Linked DNA regions of Mus musculus: regions 1, 2, 3 and 4 are each linked to region 5. A link is a contact called in public ChIA-PET and HiChIP or PLAC-seq data. All regions are on one chromosome and are shown on one strand. Each heading gives the region's core, a stretch centred on a gene start, on an enhancer-like site or on the middle of the called end of the contact. The rest is flanking DNA. Distances are from core to core; before and after follow the strand shown.

Region 1 (2,700 bases), core at 177-2,676, 370 kb after region 5:
GTGTGATGTCAGGAGGAACACTGTCGAGGCACCATGGTGGGGTGTTTGCATAAAAGACTGGATCTTGTTTTGGGATGATCTCGCTGTATGATTCTGAGCTAAAGGGTACCAGCCAGGAGTACCCTAGTCGTCTGTTTGTAGAGAAGGGTGGTAGGGTGCTAGTTAGGTCATGGGCTGAGAGGGGAGCTGTGGTGACTTCAACACCTGGCAGGCTTGCTGGGGCCTGCTGCTCTACACAGGAGCGTGCCCAGTCTTCAGATTGTCTTCCTGCTCTGTATTGTACCTCATCGGTGTTGTTCCCCCTCATGAAGAATGTGCTAGCCTTTTCTCCGTATTGCTTCTGTCTCGTTCTGGGCCCTGCTACCAGATGACAAATATTTGAGAACCAAGTAAGACAATGCCAAAAACACACCAGAAGTTTGGCTGTGGTTGTGAAAAACCACATTGCGATGTGTGTGCAATGTGTTGGGCGAATCTCGTCTCCGTAGACCTCTTTCTTCTATAATAGGAAGGTCACAGGCATCCCATGGTCCTGGCAGCTTTCCCTGCAGAGCCTGGCCAGGGCTTGCCACTTGAGTTGACATTTGCAGTGTGTCTGTCCACCTAGAAAGAGAATCTGTTTCTAACACTCATGATCCCAAAAGTTCAAATTTACCTTGAAATATCTCAGACTGTCGGGGCCAGGTACACATCTGTAATCCTAGCATTTGAGAGACTGAGCCTGGAGGATTGAGAGTTCAAGGCCAGCCTGGGCTATATATAGTGTGACCTTGTTTCCAAATGAAAGTCAAACCTATGAAAATAATTAAAATGTGACACCTGATAATAAAATACCTAATAGTGAAAACATCTCAAACCACCAAAATTAAAGAAAATCATTTCTATTCTTTTTCTTTTAGCTACATTGAGAGAGAGAGAGAGAGAGAGAGAGAGAGAGAGAGAGAGAGAGAAGGTCAGAGGATAATTTGTGGGAATCAATTCTCTCTACTATGTAGATTCTGGGGTTCACACACCGGTGGTCAGGCTTGTTGTTAAGTGTCATCTTACCAGCCCAGTTTTTTAAAAGGGGGAAGAAGTAGATTTTTAAAATGCAGTTTTATTAGATCAAAAGCTAAATTATCAAGCCTCAGACTTGCAACAGTCCTTAAGAGCTGTGAACCTGTCGGGAGAGAACTCTATCTTCTGCTCACTGGTTTCTATCTCAGAGAACTTGGTGCCCCTTCTTCCTCAGCTTCTTGATGCTGGCCCCGGCGGGCGCCCGCACACCCTGCTGAGGTTTTTTAGGTCTATCTCAGGACAAGAGGAGTGAGACATCCTCCTGTCAATAAGGAAAAGGAAATGTGTGGAGCACAGAGCTGGCAGACCGATGCCCTTTGAGCCTTTTTATGGCAGGAAGGTGTTGAGTTCTCTAGCATCTCATGCCCCGTCCTCAGATAGCAGGAAGAGAGGGTTGGTCCTCCAACTCAGGGGAGCAGCTGTCTCCTCTCTTCCTTCTAGGAAGCGTGTAGGCTTTTGATCTTGCCGCTTACTCAGACCTTTTCTCAGTGGACTTGCCCTGTGGGAAACCACGAGTCACATGAAGCCTGGCAAACTGAAAATGTGACCAGCCAGCTGAATTTAGTTTGACTTGATATCAGGCTCTCAAGAGGTAGCCTAGGCTGCCAAATTCCCCATTTTCCTGTCTCAGCCTCCTGAATGTAGGGGCTTTTTTTTTCTTGCCTTCTGTGGGGAAGGCGGCTGGGGAAGGAACAGAGGTAAGGGCTGGGGACTAGGAAGATATATTTTGTTCCTTGCCTTAGATTAAGGTCCCCCCAATTCCCGTGACTGCTTGATGTTTCTGTGACTTGTTTCCTTTGGATAAAGATATTCACCCTAAAGGCTGTAAGGTGACAAAGAGCTCACATACCATGTGTAAGGCCTTGGGTTCAGTCTTCAGCGCTGGGAAAAAAGGGAAAGAATAAAGAAAAACTAACAAACACCGCTCTTGCCTTGGACTGGAGGTTCAAAGTTCAGCATCAACTGTGGGTAACCGTGCTTCGGATGAGACAGATGGGCAGGACCCAGGATGGGGGCTCAGCCAGCACTGCCTCCTCCTAGATTAGGCTGCCTTCCTTCCTGACTCCACCAGCTGCTCATCGCCCAGACATCAGGGAGCCGGTGGGCCTGTTAGCCCCATCCCTTATTGTTGAGATCTGGAGAGATTTTCGAGAGCTTGCTGGGTCTCTTGAGGGGTGTGTGAAGGCTTCAGGAGAGCATGGAGCAGTCGGCTTTCTCTCTAGGAATTAAATTCAAGTTGTATGCTTGGCACCAAATGCCAACCCTCTGAGCCGTGTCGCTGGCCCTTTGCTCCTTTCTGGGAAGGAACACACTTGTTTGTCTTCCATTCTTCCACTCCTTCTTCCACGCTTTTCCATCTTGCCACTTGGCCCTCTTTCCGTGGACTCTGTTTACCCTCTCCAGCCTCTGCTTACTCGCTATATCTCGTGCCCTGCCCTCTGTCTCTCAACATCTAGAGAGCTAAGCTTCTCTTTGAGGGTATGGAGTAGGTGACAGGGGACCTCTCGGTTGGTGGGCTCTGGCTTGACTGGAAGCCTGAGTTATCAGGAGTGCACCTCTCTGCATGTTGAGGTGGCTATGTGGGTCCTGCAGCCATTGCCCTGTCTTTTGTTTTGAAACTGGACATCAAAAATAGAGACTGGA
Region 2 (2,700 bases), core at 198-2,697, 360 kb before region 5:
GGGCTTGTGTTCCCCTAACCCTTAGAGTCAAGAAGAGAGCGCGTGGCTGGCCATGTGACTCAGGATACCCATCCCTGTGTGGGACAGTGCCAATTGGACAGAGTGTGCAGGGTCTGTGTGGGAACAAGTGTCACCTGAGCTTGAGACTAGAGGGCACAGTGAGCAGAGCCTTCAGCAGTCACAGCGTGGCACGTCAGGAAGCTTGGACGTAGGGTCCCTGCACTTCTCCCCACACTGGCTTCCCATCACAGTCTAGTGTGTACTCCCATGTGCACTGGAATGACGTGGAGCCACGATAAAACTGTCCCATGAATTTTAAAATCATTCATTATAATCATGTCAGTAAAATTAGAATTATGCCAAATATTCAAAATAGGATTTTGCCTAGACTGTAGAGGGAAGAAAAGTTTGCTCAGTTTAGCAAATTCATAATAAAAAGGGAAATGCTGATTTTAATAGATCCAGGCTGGTATCAATGGTTGTCTGTAGTCACTGGGTGATAATTATGAATAGCTTTTACCAGAATTGTTCTGTCCTTGTATGTATTTGAAAACATGATTGTATTATGTTTTTTAAAATATTCATTTATTCTAATCCAGAAGATATTTTTCTCTCAGAGGAAAAATTAAGTACCTTAGCTGAAGCTGCTTGCTAGTGGGAATGTAGCATGGGTGACCTCTGAGGAGGCAGCTGGGCAGTTGTAGGAAGAGCTCATTCCTTTTGCCCTGTTAATCCTGGTGCTTAGAGTTGAGTCCGTAGATACGCTGGCACACAGACAGACTGCCCTGTTACGTGCATCACTGTTTGTAATAGCCAAGCACTGGAGATGACCGAGTGCTTATTAGGGGACCTGGCTGAGTGTACTGTACTGTAAAACAGAATACTTACTCTACAGCACTGTACTGGTTGGCTTTCTTTGTTGCTGCCTTTTTGTGGCAAGGTCTTAAAACTCATAGCCCAGCTGGCCTGGAACTCACTAGAAGCATTCAGGTTTCAGCTACCCTGTGCTAGATTTCTAGGTGTGAACCGTGCTGAGAACGGTGAAGCACTGTTAAGTGAGAAGAGCAAGCCTAAGAACAGAGTGTGCCGTGGGATAGTGTCTCTCCGTTCTCAGGAGATGGTGTCAGGAACGCATGTGTGCATAAACTGCTGAAAGCTCAGTCACGTGTGGTGCTGTGAGTGAGGAGAACAGAGTAGCCAGAGGCAGGAGGGTACAGGAAACACGGGTCACAGAGCTCCAGGTCAGCCTGGAGCACACCTAGAACTACCCCCAAAATAAAGTCAAAGACAATAAAACTCGGCAGGCAGGCAGGCGGGTTGGGGAGGGAAGGTGCTAAAGAGAATTTGTTTGCATAGTTTCATTTCCTTAAGGGAAAGATGGGACATGGGGGAGGGTGGAGTCCTAAGTCAGCGGGTTAATCTGCCCACACTCTGAGGACAGTTGACATTGACTAATGAAGTATTTGACCAGGCAGAAAGAGGAACAAGGGCAATTCAGGCAAAACAAACATTTGGAGCAGAGGTTTTGAAGTGTGAAGGGGCTTGGCTTGTCCCACAGGAAGGAGGCCAAATCTGGCCAAAGCCATGAGCAAGGGAGGGACTAAGGAAGTTGAGGACAAGTACTGTGGCCTTATGTGCTGTGGCAAGGAATCACAGTTCTCAGGGGCAGAGACCCTCAGACCTGCAGGTGGAGGCAGAGTGAAGCTCTGCAAAGGGGCAGGGAGAGGGGCCTTCATGTCAAGACTCAGGTTTCATTTGATTCATTTCATTTGACTTATGCAGATGTTTCATCTACTCCAGAGTGAGTGCTTGATCTAGAGATGTTTCAAATTGCTTACCACTTTATAAGTAGAGTGGCTCTCACAAGCCAGGCACAGTGACACATGCATATAATCCCACCACCTGGACAGCTGAGGCAGGAGGATAGCAAGTTCATAACTTCTTGAAGTCTTTGGTTATGCCTGTAGCTGGTAAGCAGCCTGTGGAGCAAATATTTTAAGCAGGGGCACAAGAACCATAGAAGGCTGGAGTGAAGGGCAAACTGGAAAGGCAGAATGACTTTGGCAATCCTAGATGTGCCTTACCTCAGAGCAGTCTCAGTTACCTGCGGGTGGGTGGAGGATGGAGAAAAAGCAGCCCACCAAAACTGCTTGCCCCACACATGACTATGACAGATGACTGACTCTTAGGCCCATGCTCTCTTCGTGCACTTCTTCACCTCCAGGAGAAAGAAAGCAGCAGGCTCTTGAAGTGTCCAGATGAAAAGCATGAACGCCAAGGCAGAGGTGAGAGGACAGGGCCAGCTAGAGAGATTAGAATCTCCTGGATTCTTGATGTGCTCGGGAGGAAGACAAAGAAGGGTAGTTTCAGGCTCCCAGTGCGGCTGGCTGGGTGGATGGAGTTTGCTACTAACCATCTGAAGCTACTCCGAGGAAGGGCAGTCTGAGGCAGAAGTGGACAACATGGTGCCAGTGCCCTGAGCAAGGCAAGAAGCAGCAGGTGCAGTCATGGGCCATGGTACCAAAGAGGACATCCAGACATTTTGTGGGTTGCTTGGCCCTGTAAGACTGAAATGTAAGAGTCGGGGGATTGTCTTTTAGGTTTGTATGGAGAGACTCTACCAGAGGGATAGAGAAGAAGAAAAGGGCATTGAGCTGGCCTATCTTCAACAGCTACATAGTCAGCACGAAGACTGGTTTA
Region 3 (2,700 bases), core at 151-2,650, 390 kb before region 5:
ATTCTTTGGGGGACAGGGGCAGTTAAGTATTTCCCAGCTCTGATTTTATACAAGCAAAGAAATGTAATCGGTATTTCTGCACAGTGATGGTTACTGGTGTGTGGCAGTGGCAATGGATAGAATTTAGCGGCTCCGATCTCCACGAGAATCCTACCTAGATTATAGTTGTTGTAGCCAAGGCTAAGTGCAGTGGTCAGAGGACACCTTTCAGGTGGTGGTTCTCTCATTTCACCACGTGGGACCTGAGGATTGTGACCCTGTGGTGAACAGGCTTAGCAGCAAGTGCCTTTAGTCAACTTGCAAGCCCCCTCCTCCTTTTTGAGCTAGTCTCGTACATCCCAAGATGGCCTCCAATGCACTGTGTAGCCAAGGATGACTGAACTTCTGAGCCTCCTACCTCCACCTCTCAAGTTCTAGGATTACAGGCGTGTGCCACCATACTGGAGTTCTCTGCTCCAGATCCAGCCCACAGCTTTGTGTGTGCTAGGCTCCACAGGTCACATCTTTCCAACAACTGCAGGACTGTAGATTTTATGTTTCAGAAAGTCTCTTCCATGCCTCCTCTCCCCTCACTCACTGCATATAGTCCTGTACATGTCTCCTCTCCAGGATTCATTCTTACAGAGCCAATACCATGCTTAATCCAACTCGTTATCCTGATGAGATTCCTCCAAGTGAACATTTACCTATTTAAAGGTCAAAATAAAATGGGGTGTGATAAAATAAATGGTCCAACATTGTGCTGACAGTTACACAGGATGCGAAACATTACTTGTGTAAGTTATTGGATTGTTCCCTTCCTGCTTAAAACAGTCCAGTCTCTTCCTGTAGGCAATAAAGTCCCAAAGTATGGAGGAAGAAGGCATTTATCTTAGGGCCAGTGAGACGGCTCAGCAGGTAAAAACACTAGCTGCCAAGACTGATAGCCTGAGTTTGAGCAGACTCTTATAAGTCGTCCTGACCTCTACAAGTGCGCCATTAATGAGTAAGTAAAATGATACGTAATGAGCATGCTGGAACACACATTGTAGGCTCACCACTTGGGACGGGGAGGCAGGAGGACCAACTGCACTACATGAGACCTTGTCTCAAAATATCAAAATAAATAAGTATAACAAGATTTTTGTTGTTCTGTTTTTCAAGACAGGGTTTCTTTGTGTAGCCCTGACTGTCCTGCGACTCACCCTGTACACCATACTAATATGCAATATACACATATTAATTAAAACGATGAGAGGGCTACGGACGCCTGAACTCTACTTCAGCACACCCTCCTACACCACAACACCGAGACACTCCCACATCGTCCCTGCAAATGTCGCGAGAACAGAGCAGCTCCTGCGGCCTCACCCGCCTAGAGAGCTAAAACCAGCCACTTCCTGCCTGACGGCCCTCTGACGTCAAAGGTGCGCTGGCGTCGCTTGATCGCAGGCGGAAGTGCTCTCGGCGGAAGTGCCCGCCTTGCTCGGCTTGGGTAGGATGGCTGCAGGTCGGTTCCTTCTGCGTCGTCTCCGAGCGTCTTTCCGTTCCCCGCTGCGGAACGCGCTCGTGGACGCGCCACACGCCAGGGCCATGCACGACGGGGGCGGCCCCCGAAGGCTCTGCATTGAAGGCAACATCGGTAAGGGCCAGAAAGTGGCTGTCGAGCCTTGGCCTCCGCCGAGTAGGTGGCTGAGAGGCTGGGAAAAGAAGTTGGCCTCAGATCTGTCCCACCCTGCCCACCTGACCCCTTCTGCTGCCACCGCCCAACCTGCCGGCCGGTTCTGCATGTCAGGCCTTTCTCCCACAGTGCACCGCGGGTTTTGATTTTGGGAGACATTGGGCCCCAGTACCCGCCCACCTACTCACCCACGGGGACGTAATAGCCTGACGCAGGCTTTAGATAGCCCCAGAATTATACTGGTTTACTGGCATGTTTCATTCGCTAGAAATAGATGCGACAGTGTGCCGGTTCTTTTCCTAAAATAGCATCACCAGATTTAGCAAAAATAAAAATAAATGTCCAGTTTACATAGTTTAAGATAATTTTGGTGTGTCACATGCAGTATTTGGGGCATACACTTAAAAAATGAGCCATTGTTTATTTAGACTTTTTTTTTTTTTTTTTTTCCCCTGAGACAAGGTTTCTCTGTGTAGCGTTGACTGTCCTGGAACCCGCTCTGTAGACCAGGCTGGCCTAGAACTCAGAAGAGATCCGCCTGCCCCTTGCCTCCCTTGTGCTGGGATTAAGGGGATGTGGCACCACCGCCTGGCTTAGATCAATTCTTAACAGATTCCATTTTCACTATTTTGCTGTACCCCCATGTTAATTGCACTACAAATTATTATGACAGTGTTCTATTGTTTTGAAACAGTCACTGTGTAGCCCTAGCTGGCTTGGATCTTGCTATTTAGACCAAGCTGGGCTCAAACTCACAGAAAGTTGCCTGCCTGGTTAGGAAGGATCATGCTTCTTAAATTTAGAAATAGATACTTATTATATATTTTGTTATAAGTAACCCAGTATCTTAAAAAACAAAAAAGCAACATGGAAGGAAAATGGCTCAACTCACTGTTGCTGAATTCTGAGGGTACTTAGCTCTGCACAGATGCTGATAATGCTATCAGGTGTGGGCTGCTCAAGACATTCTAGCAGCAAATAGTTTCTCGTTTTATTCATTCAGCAAATCGCCCTTTGAGTGTCTTCTCTGTGCTGGCACT
Region 4 (2,700 bases), core at 46-2,545, 450 kb before region 5:
GGCTGCTAACCTTAGTTCAGTTCCCAGAACTTAACCATAGGGTAATAAAGAAACTGTCCCACAAGGTGTCCCTCTGACAATTACCGTTCCATGCTCACTTGCACACATCCTCACCGTGTGTCTTAGTCAGGGTTTCTATTCCTGCACAAACATCATGACCAAGAAGCAAGTTGGGGAGGAAAGGGTTTATTCGGCTTACACTTCCATCCTGCTGTTCATGACCAAAGGAAGTCAGGACTGGAACTCAAGCAGGTCAGGGAGCAGGAGCTGATGCAGAGGCCATGGAGGGATGTTCTTTACTGGCTTGCCTCACCTGGCTTGCTCAGCCTGCTTTCTTATAGAACCAAGACTACCAGCCCTGAGATGGTCCCACCCACAAGGGGCCTTTCCCCCTTGATCACTAATTGAGAAAATGCCTTACAATTGCATCTCATGGAGGCATTTCCTCAACTGAAGCTCCTTTCTCTGTGATAACTCCAGCTGTGTCAAGTTGACACAAAACTAGCCAGTACACCGTGCAAACACACACACACACACACACACACACACACACACACACGATAAAAATTAATGTAAGTTTAAAAAACAAAAACAGGACCGACTGGCAGAGGGTGGCTATGTAGATAGGTAGTCCATGATGCTTTGTTTGAACCGGCGATGTCAGCTCTGCTGTGAATGACAAGCTAGATAGCGATCCCCCTTGAAATATTAATTCGCTATTATTCCGATGGAGGAGCCATTGGCAGGAAACTCCTGCTTCAGAATGGGACCCTTGGAGGCTCTCAGAGACTGAACCACCAACTAAAGAGCATAAGCAGGCTGGATTTAGGCCCCCCACACATATGTAGCAAATGTGCAGCTTGGTCTTCATGTGGGTCCCCCAACAACTGGAGTGGGGGCTGTCTCTAAAGCTGTTCCCTGTCTGTGGGTCCCGTTCGCATAACTGGGCTGCCTTCTCCGGCCTCAGCGGGAGAGGGGAGAGGATGAGCCTAGCGTTGCAAAGACTTGATGTGCAACAGTCAGGGGGAGTGGGATATCCAGAGGGAGGAAGGGAGGGATTGTGCGTCGCGGGGGGGGGGGGCGGGGAGAGCGGGGAGTGCAACGGTAGGGATGTGAAGTGAATAAAAAGATAAATTAATGGGGGGAAAAGCATACTGGTTTCTGCTGCAGTCCCCTCTTTCACTAGGTTCCCTTTCCTTCCTGGTTCGTTTTCTTTACCAAAAGGAGCGCTGCAGCGCTCCCTCTCATTGGTGGAAGATTCCAGCCCCACCCACCAGTTCTCCACACCAGGTCCTAAATCCGTGGAGCGTAATTGAAGGAGTGGCGAGAGTGGGCGTGTCATCGGAGGTGACGTTTCCGGAAGCTCTGACTGTCATCCTTCACGAAAGGTGGGAAGGGTCCCGGGAATGCAGCGGGACTGGGGATCCTGGCGCGGTGGGACCCCGCGGGGAGAGGCCGTGAGTGTGGGGTCCGTGTCCCTGGCCCAGGCCGGCCGCGCGCGAGCTCTGGGATGGCCCTGTCTTCAGGGCTGGCTTCAGACCAGCCAGGCCTGGTCTCAACACTCCTTGCATTTTCGAGAAACCTGACTGAGTGCCTTGCATTTTTGGAGAAACCTGACTGAGTGCCTTCTAGATGGGCGCTGCCAGCAGTTACTGCTGGATCCCTCTCCCGATACACACGCTCTGCAGGGTTGCTGAACCCCATGTTGTCCCGAGCCACTCGATGGCTTCTGGAGGATGGTCCTTTCTTTACCCACAAGTGCCTCTCTCGAGAGGTGCCCAGATGGCCAGCATCCCATTCCAATGAGCTCTTCTGGGCTGTGCCCAGTTCGGCGGTTAGGGACGTGGGCAGATTTACACTCTCAAGAGGATGTGTTTTACACTCGCAATGTCCCCACACTCCTAGCAGCCCTCGGCTTTTGCTAGAAAAGGGAGTTTAGTGGGGAAACTTCGTGGACAAAATGCCACCGCAAAGTTAGGGCAAGCTAAAGCAGAACTGGCCTAGAGAAAACAACCTCTGAGGACAGGTGAGTAGAACTGAGATATAGCTGAATGCACAACACTGTAATCTGCGTCTCCCCGGGCAGATGGGAATCCTGACCGAGGAATAAGATGGGAAAAACAAGACTGCTCAGACCCAAGATGAGTGTATTCTAGAACAGGCTGGCTAGGGTGTGCTGTTATCCAGTGCACACCGACAACCCCGTTCCACTCAGGATTATGTGCAACGATGGTGCCAGGGAGCCCAGAAGCAACATCTAGAAAGAATGTAAATTCCTACAGTTTGGGTACCAATGAGTAGGAACTCCTAGAGTGTTCCACCCCAACCTAGGTGCTGTCACTTTGCCGTTTACACCCTGCTTGGCTTGTGGGGACAAGCACGGATTGATGCTTCCAAGCATGAACTACCTGGCCCTGAAAGTGGTGAATGGGATGGGCTGAAGTGAAGGGTGGTTTAGTGAGCAGCGTCAGGAATATTCACCCTAGAAAGGAGCCCCGCATTAACCTTGTGTTCAAAACTGAGGAAGCGTATCCCGGTAAATACCATTTCATCTCTGGTGGAATGAAATGGTCGACATGAATTATCCAGGCCGTGTTCATGAGGATTCACTGAACACACTCTGCCAGGGATTGGGTAAACGGAAGTGGTCATCCGCATAAAGAAACAAGAAAAAGAAAAAGACGCAGTTCTCTGGATGGG
Region 5 (2,700 bases), core at 79-2,578:
TTAGTGGGAGAAAAAAGGAATCCAGGGTAATTCTTTTTGGTTTGAGCCAAATCCAAGTTGATGTTTTTTCCTGAGATACTATTTAAAATAACAGCAACAACAAAAACCTACACAAGGGGCAGGCAGGGTACCATACTTTTGTTTCCTCCTTTGGACCTGAGTGAGAGGCAGGAACCCTGGGAAGAGAAGTGTGGTATTAAGGGTCCCTAAAGATGGGGACAGTGGCACAAGCATTTGATCCCAGCACCTAGGGAACAGAGGCAAGAGTGTGAGCTCCAGGCTGGCCTGGTCTACATAGTGACTTACAGGGCAGCCAAAGTTATATAGTGAGACCGCCTCGAAACAAAAACAAACGAAAATAGGGGTGGGTGACCCCAAAAACCTCGCCATTTGGTTCTCAGACATCCTCTGTCTCTTTCCCCAGCGAGCCCTCCTCCAGAAGGCGCGGAGCCAGCCGTCCCCGACTCTGCCTCTGCCAGTGGGTGGGGGCTGCCCTGCCCCTGCCCTCACCGAAGAGATGCTGCTGAAGCGTGAGGAGCGTGCACGGAAGCGGCGGCTGCAGGCGGCGAGGAGGGCCGAGGAGCACAAAAATCAGACAATTGAGCGCCTCACCAAGACGGCCGCTCCTAGCGGGCGTGGAGGGCGCGGGGCGGCGCGGGGCGAGCGGCGCGGAGGACGGGCTGCTGCCCCGGCCCCTGCACCCATGGTGCGCTACTGCAGCGGGGCACAGGGCTCCACCTTGTCTTTTCCTCCCGGCGTTCCCACACCCACGGCGGTGGCACAGCGGCCTGCCCCATCGGGCCCCGCTCCACGATGCTCTGTCCCCGGCTGCCCCCACCCGCGTCGTTATGCCTGCTCCCGCACCGGCCAGGCCCTTTGCAGCCTACAGTGCTACCGCATCAACCTGCAGCTACGGCTGGGAGGGCCCGAGGGCCCGGGGTCCCCACTCCTGGCCACCTAAGACCTCTCCCACGCCACATTCCTGCTGTCTCCCCCACCCTATTAAATTTCGTACAGTGCCTCAGCTTGTATCGAATTGCTGGAGTGGGAAGCCGGCGGAGTCTGAACCTGAGTGTGTAAAGTCATTCAGCCAATCGGCGAAAATTTTTGTGCTGAACGGCCGTTCATTGGCCGATAAGTCAAAGCTTGTTCTGTTGTCCGTACTGGCTATTGTTGCTGTCAGTCAGGCATTTGGTCGAGCCTTTCCCCTGTCTTTGTCTGTGTGAGTTCTTGTTGTCTGGGAGAGCGGCACAGGCGCCGCTGCGGATTGGGCAAAAGGAGAAACCTGTGACCGGTTCCTATTGGCTGATCTGTTAGTTAGCGATTCTGATTGGCTGGACTGAGCAACTGTGTCCTCTGGAGGTGCTCTCCCCGGCCGGGAGCTCCGGCCGCGGAGTGATGGTGGCACCGGTGGCGATGGGCCGGGCAGGGACCATGGAAGTGGCGGCAGAGGTGGCAGGGGCGGGGCAGCTGGCGGTGGAGGAGGCTGTGGTCTTCAGGGGTCTGTAGGTGGAGGCATGGCTCGGGCCAGCAGCAGGAACAGCAGCGAAGAGGCCTGGGGGTCACTTCAGGCGCCGCAACAGCAGGTATCCCAGCAGCTCTAAAAGCTTATCTCACTACAGCCATTTATTTCTCTTTCCCCTTTCCTGTCACTTCCTGTCCGGGGTGGGGGAGGAGCTCATGGAGCCAAAGGTACTCTGAAGTTCCTGAACATGACCATTCTACTCTTTGTCTAGACTTATTACGTAGATGCAGTTGACTTTACCTGCACCCTCTTAGACCCCATCTCATGGTTGCAATGCAAGCCTGCAGTGGCTCTCCAGTTACCAGAGGCGTAGTGAAACCCCCAGGGAGGTTCCCTCTGTCTTGCAGCAGTTATTTGTGATGTTTTTCTCTGTGCCTATTGTCACAGCAGAGTCCGGCAGCATCTTCTCTTGAGGGAGCAATTTGGAGACGAGCTGGAACCCAGACTCGCGCCCTGGATACCATCCTTTATCATCCACAGCAATCCCATCTGGTTGGGAGCACTGCTCTGGGTCTCACACTGTGCCTCCTCTACCCCAGGGAGCTTGAGACCCAGGGGTGGAAAAAAAAAACCATCTTGGGGGTGTGGGAGGCAGACCTTTGGGGTGGGAGATGTTGAAAGCTTTTTAGCTTTGGAAATGGCCTTAAATTCCTACCCATTGTCACACTATGTTTTGTTTCTTTTAAAACATTAGCCTACAAAAAACCACCCTTGGGGCCAGGCTTCTGTGAGAAAAGTATTGGGTTTAAAGAACTGATATCACTTTCTCTGTATTTACACTTTACTTTCTCACTAGTTTCTGGCATTTTAAATCTTCCATACTGATAGCCCTACATATAGACCCTCCTTTTAGCATCCCATGCCATCCTTCCAAGCTAGGTCGGCTCGTGGGTGGGACTGTATGTGCGTGCAGGAGGTGGGGGTGGACAGGGCCTTGGGTAGAAGCCCCTGGTTCTTAGTGCCTCCTTGCCTCCAGCTTCGAGAGCTGTGCCCAGGAGTGAATACCCAGCCCTACCTCTGTGAGACTGGTCATTGCTGTGGGGAGACTGGCTGCTGCACCTACTACTATGAACTCTGGTGTGAGTCTTCAAAGGGATCCATCTCAGGTTCCATGCCCATCCTCCCTTGGATTTCTGAACTCAGCTACCAAAGACCCTTCTCTGCTTAGGGCTGGA

What was found. ChIA-PET counts read pairs in DNA pulled down with a chosen protein or histone mark. HiChIP or PLAC-seq counts read pairs in DNA pulled down with a chosen protein or histone mark.
Region 1: an RNA polymerase II ChIA-PET map of memory CD8 T cells shows a contact between it and region 5, with 18 read pairs. The contact joins the enhancer-like site here to the promoter of Wbp1 in region 5. A contact is called at or near these places in 3 of 39 promoter capture datasets (the HPC-7 cell line, cranial neural crest and neutrophils), 1 of 484 Hi-C or Micro-C datasets (the HL-1 cell line), 4 of 115 datasets of contacts at active chromatin or transcription factors (effector CD8 T cells, extraembryonic endoderm stem cells, memory CD8 T cells and 1 more) and 3 of 9 other capture datasets (adipose tissue, liver and macrophages).
Region 2: a contact with region 5 is called in a FOXA1 HiChIP or PLAC-seq map of pancreatic cancer cells. The contact joins the enhancer-like site here to the promoter of Wbp1 in region 5. A contact is called at or near these places in 4 of 39 promoter capture datasets (the C10 cell line, cranial neural crest and pre-B cells), 3 of 115 datasets of contacts at active chromatin or transcription factors (bone marrow-derived macrophages, double positive thymocytes and pancreatic cancer cells) and 2 of 9 other capture datasets (adipose tissue and liver).
Region 3: a contact with region 5 is called in an RNA polymerase II ChIA-PET map of memory CD8 T cells, with 68 read pairs. The contact joins the promoter of Dguok here to the promoter of Wbp1 in region 5. A contact is called at or near these places in 7 of 39 promoter capture datasets (3T3-L1-derived adipocytes, the C10 cell line, cranial neural crest and 4 more), 8 of 484 Hi-C or Micro-C datasets (CD8 T cells, LSK cells, the N1E-115 cell line and 5 more), 5 of 115 datasets of contacts at active chromatin or transcription factors (astrocytes, embryonic stem cells, memory CD8 T cells and 2 more) and 3 of 9 other capture datasets (adipose tissue, liver and macrophages).
Region 4: an RNA polymerase II ChIA-PET map of memory CD8 T cells shows a contact between it and region 5, with 12 read pairs. The contact joins the promoter of Stambp here to the promoter of Wbp1 in region 5. A contact is called at or near these places in 5 of 39 promoter capture datasets (the C10 cell line, cranial neural crest, hippocampal neurons and 2 more), 1 of 484 Hi-C or Micro-C datasets (Sertoli cells), 1 of 115 datasets of contacts at active chromatin or transcription factors (memory CD8 T cells) and 2 of 9 other capture datasets (liver and pancreatic islet).

What each region holds. Positions count from the first base shown.
Region 1 is chr6:82,746,082-82,748,781 of GRCm38.p6, reverse strand. All of the region lies in intron 3 of Hk2 (hexokinase 2), which reads left to right. Among named protein-coding and RNA genes, the nearest start is that of Hk2, 27 kb to the left of the region's middle. Within about 2 kb of position 1,426, at least 36 of the 459 cell types and tissues checked have an H3K27ac peak or open chromatin away from gene starts, as enhancers often do. A contact at or near this core is called in the HPC-7 cell line and memory CD8 T cells, where this site is marked.
Region 2 is chr6:83,481,363-83,484,062 of GRCm38.p6, reverse strand. Dguok (deoxyguanosine kinase) reads left to right here. Exons shown (of 7, transcript NM_013764.2): 5 at 2,601-2,700. Among named protein-coding and RNA genes, the nearest start is that of Dguok, 24 kb to the left of the region's middle. Within about 2 kb of position 1,447, at least 105 of the 459 cell types and tissues checked have an H3K27ac peak or open chromatin away from gene starts, as enhancers often do. A contact at or near this core is called in adipose tissue, bone marrow-derived macrophages, pancreatic cancer cells and 1 more, where this site is marked.
Region 3 is chr6:83,505,669-83,508,368 of GRCm38.p6, reverse strand. It overlaps Dguok (deoxyguanosine kinase), which reads left to right and starts at 1,400. Exons shown (of 7, transcript NM_013764.2): 1 at 1,400-1,621. The coding sequence starts at 1,480.
Region 4 is chr6:83,571,099-83,573,798 of GRCm38.p6, reverse strand. Stambp (STAM binding protein) reads left to right here and starts at 1,295. Exons shown (of 10, transcript NM_024239.2): 1 at 1,295-1,388. All of the region lies in intron 1 of Gm21284 (predicted gene, 21284), which reads right to left.
Region 5 is chr6:83,120,089-83,122,788 of GRCm38.p6, reverse strand. Wbp1 (WW domain binding protein 1) reads left to right here and starts at 1,328. Exons shown (of 5, transcript NM_016757.2): 1 at 1,328-1,586; 2 at 1,913-2,017; 3 at 2,502-2,604. The coding sequence starts at 1,518. It overlaps Ino80b (INO80 complex subunit B), which reads left to right. Exons shown (of 5, transcript NM_023547.2): 5 at 425-1,024. The coding sequence ends at 961.